2 separate regions of the Mus musculus genome follow, and region 1 is linked to region 2. A link is a contact called in public ChIA-PET data. All regions are on one chromosome and are shown on one strand. Each heading gives the region's core, a stretch centred on a gene start, on an enhancer-like site or on the middle of the called end of the contact. The rest is flanking DNA. Distances are from core to core; before and after follow the strand shown.

What was found. ChIA-PET counts read pairs in DNA pulled down with a chosen protein or histone mark.
Region 1: a contact with region 2 is called in an RNA polymerase II ChIA-PET map of memory CD8 T cells, with 5 read pairs. The contact joins two enhancer-like sites. A contact is called at or near these places in 2 of 115 datasets of contacts at active chromatin or transcription factors (bone marrow-derived macrophages and memory CD8 T cells).

Annotation. Positions count from the first base shown.
Region 1 is chr17:28,735,054-28,739,280 of GRCm38.p6, reverse strand. Mapk14 (mitogen-activated protein kinase 14) reads right to left here. Exons shown (of 12, transcript NM_011951.3): 9 at 2,191-2,270. Among named protein-coding and RNA genes, the nearest start is that of Mapk13, 32 kb to the left of the region's middle. Within about 2 kb of position 2,585, at least 83 of the 459 cell types and tissues checked have an H3K27ac peak or open chromatin away from gene starts, as enhancers often do. A contact at or near this core is called in bone marrow-derived macrophages and memory CD8 T cells, where this site is marked.
Region 2 is chr17:28,222,612-28,226,469 of GRCm38.p6, reverse strand. Def6 (differentially expressed in FDCP 6) reads right to left here. Exons shown (of 11, transcript NM_027185.3): 6 at 2,690-2,798; 7 at 2,284-2,582; 8 at 459-625; 9 at 171-369. Among named protein-coding and RNA genes, the nearest start is that of Ppard, 8.2 kb to the left of the region's middle. Within about 2 kb of position 2,324, at least 215 of the 459 cell types and tissues checked have an H3K27ac peak or open chromatin away from gene starts, as enhancers often do. A contact at or near this core is called in bone marrow-derived macrophages and memory CD8 T cells, where this site is marked.

The DNA of each region.
Region 1 (4,227 bases), core at 1,336-3,835, 510 kb before region 2:
AGATGTATCTCTGAAGAAGAGGGCAGGAGCCATGCCTTTGTTTCCTTGGCTGGTTAACCCAGGTGCCAGCACACTAAGCAGTGAGCTGTCCTCGGGCCTCTGCCAGCTTTCTGTCCTGTTCTCCCTGTCCTGCATTCTCTGTATTCAGACCCCGTGTCCTTGTCTACACTGGCTTCCCTGTTCTGTTCTTTCCAGAAGGAATGAGTTATTCAGTGTTCTGTTGACTACAATTCTTTAGTAAATTTTTCTGACTACTTTTACTCAGTCAGCTTTATCTCACCCGGATGTAGGTACTGTATGCTCCCCACCCCCAGGGGGTCTGGGGTTAGACCCATGGCCATGTTGACGTCACTGAGCTACATCTACAATAGTTGTTTGTTTATTTAAAAAGGTGTCTTACAAATTAAGCCCAGGCTTTCTGCCTCTGCCTTTTAAGTGCTGGGGTTAGAGACCTGCACCATCACAGCTGGTGCTTTGGAGATTTCAAAAGTACTGGGTGGTGTCATCAACACTAACTTAACCTTGCCCATACTTTTCCAACATTTAGACTGCCATTACCCATTTCTGACGATTATGCAGGGAAGCTCTTTTCTCACTACTGTACACAACTGAGTTATCACTGAGAGGATGTTTGTCTTGGTACCTGATTCTGTCCATTGCTGCACTAGAACTGTTCAAATATCTGATGTGCCCACTTCATGTTAAGATAAAAGACATCTCATTATTAGGCCATGTATCCAGCTTGCTTGCTTGCTCTCTCTCTCTCTCTCTCTCTCTCTCTCTCTCTCTCTCTCTTTTTCCTTTTTGACGAGACAGGCTTTCTTTGTATAGCCCAGGCTGTCCTCGAACTCAGAAATCCGCCTGCCTCTGCCTCCCAAGTGCTGGGATTAAAGGCGTACGCCACCATGCCTGGCTTGCTTTCTTATCTTAAAGGAGTAAAGGAAATAAAATAAAATAGGCCCATTCAAAAGCTCCAGGGTCCTTTATGTATAGCTACACTGCAGATTCGGGGTCCTGATTTTGTCAGGGGAGGTGACTCGTGTGTTGCTGGTTGCCTACAGCTACTTAACTTCCTTCTTAGCTGAGCAGAAGGCTCTTCTATTGGAAGTGGTAGGAGGGGAACCTAGGCGTGCACAGCTGGGGCTTAGCTCCTCCATTTATTTCCCTAAGCGGAAATGAGAGGAAGGAGGGGCTTTCCTAGCTTCCTCAAAGTTTCTGGCCCCAGAAAGTGACAACAGCTTAAAAAACAAAAACAAAAACAAAAAAAAAATCCTCCAACAACAACAAAAACAACAACAACAAGGCTGGGCAATGGTGGCACAAGCCTTCAATCCCAGCACTTGGGAGGCAGAGGCAGGGGGATTTCTGAGTTCGAGGCCAGCCTGGTCTACAAAGTGAGTTCCAGGACAACCAGGGCTACATAGAGAAACCCTGTCTCAAAAAAACAAAAAAAAAAAACAAAAAAAACAAAAAAAAACCAAAAAACAAAAACAACAACAACAAAAAACAAAAAACCAACAACAACAACAAAAAACCAACCAACCATGGCTAAAGTAAAACAGAGTCACCTTCTTATGGCCTCCATGGAGAAAGCACAAGTTCCAAGTGGCCCCTCATGCTATTCACTGTATTGACCAAGGTTCCTGGAGGAGTTCAGAGCCATCTGCAGACTGTCATGAGGGGAGGAAGCTGTTCTGTGTGGTCTGAGGGTGGGAGAGGAGCCCATGGAAAGACCCCGCCCAGGAGGAGCCCCTCTAGGGACAAGGCACACATCACCCACCACTGAGAGGGAAGGTCAGACTAGCACACAGTGTCAGAGATTAGGATGCTCAGCAGAAAGTGAGAGGGCTCTTAAGCACGTGGGCAACTTCAGAGAGAAGTCAGGGCTCAGGAGGACACACACACAAATTTCCCATTAATCTCTTGGAATGAACTGGAATCTCAACTCTCAGTTTTATTAGCATACAATTGCCCCAAAGGGGTTCCCATGATCTTAAGTCCACACCCAGATAAGGATAGTTTAGAATAAAACACACTCATGCATGCAAGCGGGCTCATGCAGGCTCACATGTGTGCACACATCACACACAGCACACGTCACACATGCATTCCAAAGTCAGAGTGCAGAGTGACGGAAGGCAAGTGGCAGAGGCCCCCGAGGGTAGTAATTCAATCAAAGCGTCAACTCACAGACTCTGAGGAGATTTTCTTCAGAAGCTCAGCCCCTGGGGTTCCAACGAGTCTTAAAATGAGCTTCAACTGATCAATATCTAACGGTGGACTATAAAGGAAAATGTCGGGACAAAATAAAAGTGAAAAGCAAAACAAAACAATAATGAGCAAAATAAAACACAACAAACAAAAAAAATCTCAATAATGGAAATGAGTCCCCCCCTCCCCCAAACAAGGCCAACATGGTGGAAGATTCTGGGTGGAAGGCTTCTGTAGGGTGGCCACTTTCAGCATGACTTGCTCCTCCTGTAGAAAGGTTCAAAAAACCGCCACACACACACACATTTGTCACCACCATGCAGCAGGAAGTAAAGTCACTGTGGTTGGGTCTTAGACAAGAGGCCACGCCACTCAGTCCATGAGCCCAGCCTCCACCTCCACCTCCCCTTCCACCAAGGCACTAGGAGGTAGCTAAGCAGAGTGTGCTGGCAAGCAGAGGCGGAGCACACTCTATGCATCTATTTGTGACTATCCCCCTAAGGCCTGACCTAAGGAACTTGTAATCTGACAGTTGGGAGGCCTGCTCTCCTCCCAGACACCATTCGTTCACTTGAGTGTGCCCTCTGGAGACCTTCCCCTCTCCCCTCTAGGAGACAGAACATGTGAGGGACAGCCAGCTGGCAGAGGGTGCTACCCCACTATGGGAGACACCAGGCTGCAACCATAACGGATGTAAAGTAACCAAAGTCTACTCACTAAAGACTTGAAAAGCAGAAAGGCAAAGGGCCCGGAATAGTCATTCTGCCATCCAAAACCTCAGAACAAATGAGCATGTGTTCACCGGAGGATCAGAGGCCATTTACTCTCACTGCCTTCAGTCAGCCCCTTTTGAGCATCTGAACAGCTGCTCCATACCTCAGCTGATGGTGAGATAGGGAGACTGTGTGAGCCCGTCAGGTTCTGCAGGATCATTAGCCGTCCTTCCTGTGTCACCTAAAATCCCCCAGCAGCCTCTTAACTCAGAGTCCTTGTGCCTCATCTATCCAAGTGCTGGGACTACAATGTATGGCTGAACCCCATCCCTTATTTTAGATTATCTGATACATAAAAGGCACATACAATATTTAAAGAACAGATAGAGAAGATTTAGCTTGCATATAGAGAGGCAAAATAAGCATGAGTCAGTCAAGAGAACAGTGTCTGCAAGCCACAGTTGCCTAGTCACAGGAACTGCTTATGCAACAAGATGGCCATTTTGCCTCTGAACATTTTTTTTTTTTGCTAAAACAGAAGAAAATTCTAGAAAGGTGACAGGAAGATACAGCCTGGTGCCTGTCTTATACATGGAGTTTTCCTGGAATGCAACAAGGCCGTGCATTCGTGTATTTACACACCAGTTTTCACAGGCCTGCAACAGTCAATAATTTTTAAGATAAGATGAGCCAGTGCCCAAAAATGGCATCCTACAGAAAACCGAGTTAACCCAGAAGGAAGTCCACTCACACAAGATATTTCTGAAGTTAGAATGGTAAAAGAAAAAACAAAACAAAACAAAACCCCTGCTACTGAAAATGGAAAAGAGGAGATGCTCCAGGTGCGGACAGTGGGTGGACTGAGACTGGCACTGACTCACTCAGGCCGTAACACTGCCGACATGCTAATGGTGACAGTTGAGCATCTTCCTTGCAGACAGGAAGAAGCTACTCAGTTTATATAAATCTAGCTCCATTCACATTTCTACTCCCCAGGAATATCTGATTAGCCACTTCAAGAGGATGTATGTTAATAGAAAAAAATTAGACTCTTCCAGCCCTCCAAGAGGTGATTTTACCATGTACGACTCCAAAGTAGTTTATTAACCAGCTGGACTTTCTTTCTTTCTTTCTTTTTTTTTTTTGTTTGTTTGTTTTCGAGACAGGGTTTCTCTGTGTAGCCCTGGCTGTCCTGGCACTCACTCTGTAGACCAGGCTGGCCTTGAACTCAGAAATCCACCTGCCTCTGCCTCCGGAGTGCTGGGATTAAAGGTGTGCGCCACCACGCCCGGCCCAGCTGGAC
Region 2 (3,858 bases), core at 1,075-3,574:
GCTTCCTCTCACAGATAAGAGACTTCAGACAGAGAGGTTAGGCAATCTGTAGGCGATGGCACAGCCAGCTGATGATAATGCGAGTTGGCAGACAGGTAGCTTGGCTCTGGGGTCCGGCTCAGTGACACACTGGCTCCCCCAGCTTCTCCCGGTTCCCGGCCTTGTCTCACCTCCACGTCCTCGTCTGCCCTCTGCCGGTTCTGCCGCACTTCCTCCAGCTGCTGCTGGGCGTGCTGCAGGGAACGGCTCTGCAGCGCCATCTCCTGCTGGAGCTCCTGCTTCTCCTGCTGCGCTCGCTCGATGTAGCGCTCTTGCTCCTCCTTCAGATGCATCAGCTGCTTCAGCTTCTCCTCCTCCTCCTCCAGCAGCCTGCCAGAGTGCACAGGGACATCTCAGAGCCGGGGAGGGAGGGTCCGCGCGGGCGCTGGCAGGAAAGGTTCCCTGGCCACCGTGCCTACCTGGTCTGGGCGAGGCGCACGGCCTCCTCATCCCGCCTAGCTTTCACCTCTAGTTGCAGAGCTTCCTGCAGCCGCTCCTGCATCTCCTCCAGTTCAGCGATGCGCTGCCGTTGCCGGGCCGCCTCTTCCTTCTTCAGCTCCATCTCAGCCTGCATAGAGGCCCGGGCCTGTGGGGAGCAAAGAGCGAATCAGTGGGACACCGGAGGAGAAAGACAGGCTACTGCCCCCTCCCCAGCCAACTCCCCAACCCCCCAACCCTAACTCTTCCTGGCTCTGTGTATGGAGGGTCTTTAGTTGGGGTTTCCTGATCTGACCTGTTTAAGACCCTGAATCCTCCTATTGTTTTTGCACTGACCTTAGAAAGAATAATTAGACGCTTGCTGGGGCTGTAGCTCAGCAGCAGAGGGCTCACCTGATGTGCCCATGGCTGTATGTTTGCTATCCAGCCTCACACAAAACAACACCGGTTATAATTACATGTAATTAAACATCATAATACGTTATATTACAATAAACCAGCATATTAAACGAAGGTAATCCCTTCCTAGCTCCTACCCTAACAATTATAATATCATTATGGCGGGTGCCAGGAACTGCAATTATTACAATAACCACAAGTTATTGAACGCTTTTATTTTTCTTCTGAGACCAAGTTTCTCTGAGGCTGACCTCGACCTCACAGAGATTCTCCTGCCTCTGCCTCCCAAGTGCTGGGAATAAAAGCGTGTGCCACCACCACCCAGGTTGTTGTTGTTATAGTTTTATTAGTTCATATGCATGGGTGTTTTGGCTGCATATGTCTGTGCACCACATGAGAACACTACTCGCAGAGGCAAGAAGAGGGTGTGCGATCTGCTGGCTGGCTATGAGCTCCCATGTGGGTGCACAAGCTCAAGCTTGGTCCTCTGAAAAAGCAGCCAGTGGTCTTAACTGTGAGGCTATCATTTTAGACCTACTTTGTTCTTTGAGACAGGATCTCAGGTAGTGCAGGTTGGCCTCAAACTCACTAAGTAGCACCTGCCTGGCTTTATTAAACTCCTTACATCTATTCCTTCACAGAATCCTCGTCCCATTTCCATATACAGAGCTCTAGTTACTGATACGGAGAGACTTAGTGCATGTCTGAGCTCATACAGCTCTTAAGGCGGAGGTGTAATGGGCACACATGCCACAGCATGCCTGTGGCGGTCAGAGGACAACGTTGTGGAGCCGGTTCCCTCTGCCCATCTTTCTGGGGTTCCAGGAACGGAATTCAGGACGCTAGGTATGTGTGGCAAGCACCTTTATCCTTTGAGCCAGCTCTAGAATTGCGTTTTCTCAATTTAAAATTTAAAGTCAATTGCTTCTGTGCATCTACTCTGCCCTTCACATGCATCCCGTCTTATGGTCCCCAAACTGGTTTTGTTAAAATTTAGTTCAAGTCTAGATTGATTTCATTCCAAATTATTTGCAATCAAGAAGCCTTAAGCAGCTTCCTCGGCCCAAGTCCTGCCTCCAGAAAAGAATTCTGAACCAGGTCTCATTCTACCAGGGGTTTTCCCTAGCCCTAACCTTGTTCCGGCCCTACCCTAACATTCGTTAGGCCATGCCCAAAGCATCCAGGCTCTACTCCAACCTATTCCCCTAAGGGCCCCTCAGGCCCCGCCCACAGCATCTTTCAGTCTCTACCTTAGGTCCATCCTTCAGCCAATGGGCTCCACCCTATCTAGGCCCCGCCCATAGCATCCTCCAGACCATGGACTACGCCCTGCTCTTCTTCCTGTCACGCCCCGGTCATAACCCCGCCCCAACCCTTCCCCGGCCCCGCCCTCTGGGCCAGTCTCACCTGCTCCGCCTCCCGCAGCTGGCCCTCCAGAGCCTGCTGCAGCTCCTTGTGCTGGCTACGGCGGCGCTCCTCCTCTTCCTGCAGCAGCCGCTCGGCCTGCCGCTGAGCCTCCTGCAGCAGCTCCAGTTCTTGCAGCTTCCTCTCCTTCTCCTCCTGCAGCTGCTGCAGTCGCAGCAGCTCCTCCTCCTTGGCTGCCCGGCGTCGCTCGCGCTGTTCCCGCTGCTCCCGCCGCTTCTGTTTCAGGTCCTTGTGCAGCGACGTCTTCCCCTCCGCCTGCAGCCGGATCGCAGTCTGGATGGCTAAGGGCAGAGCCGGACGGAGTCAGCCCTGGTCTAGTCACCACCGCAAAGGGGCCCCAAAGGTCACTCCGGTGAACAGGCCCAGTTAGACCCAGGCCGGCACTCACCGGCCGTCCACTCCTGGCGCTGGCGGGTGTCTGAGGCGCTCATCTCATAGGTGCGGCTGGCAGTCTTCACACAAAACATGCAGCGCTTTCCTTCGCGGTCCGGAAGCACCTACAGGATGGCCCAGGCCAAGTGACTTCGCTGACATAGGAGCCACATCTGCCCCAGTAGTACCCCAGCTCCAGCTTCCTCCTCTTTCTCTTGGCTGACCATCTTCTCTGGGACCGTTCCTACCCTGCCAGGAGTATGCATGGTCTGGGGTGGATCGTTAGTTACGGGGTGCGTGCGAGCCACTTTATTCTTGGTATCTCTCCACAAGGTTTAGTACATAGTACATGCTTGAACATGTGCCTGGAGCCTCACTCAGCACCTACAACTGCTGATTTCCACCTGGTCTCTTAAATGGCACTCGTTCTTCAAGGGTTTGGAGATACTGATAATGCAGGGTGTGTTTGACATCCTTGCTCTTCTGCCCTAGTGTTCTCTTGTGTTCTCTCTCTCTCTCTCTCTCTCTCTCTCTCTCTCTCTCTCTCTGAGGCAGGGTTTCTTTGTGTAGCTCTGACTGTCCTAGACTAGCTCTATAGACCAGGCTGGCTTCAAACTCTCCCTCTGCCTCCCAAGTGCTGGGATTAAAGGCGTGTACCACAACGTGCCCAGCTCTGCACTAGTGTTTTCCATACAACATTTATCTACAGTCATATATTCCTGTCGGACCTTACTTCATAGAGAACGTAATTGGCTCTGAGATATCTGGAGCCTTACCCAACACCTGTTTCTTTGTGCAACAGAAAGGGATAATGCCTCGGGGAACTATTTTCTCTTGAGACAAGGTTTTGTTGTGTAGCCCAGGTTGGCCTCCTACCTCAAAAGTCTCCTCTGCCCCAGTCTCTGGAGTATGAGGAGCCCTTAATAATTTTTTTTTCTTTTGGTTTTTTCGAGACAGGGTTTCTCTGTGTAGCCCTGGCTGTCCTGGAACTAACTCACTTTGTAGACCAGGCTGGCCTCGAACTCAGAAATCCGCCTGCCTCTGCCTCCCAAGTGCTGGGATTAAAGGCGTGCGCCACCACTGCCCGGCTCCCCAGCTCCAATTGGTTCTTGATCTGTCAGTAAAGAAGCCATGAGCCAATTGCTGGGCAGAAGGGATAGGCGGGACCTCCGGGTCCCTGGAGGC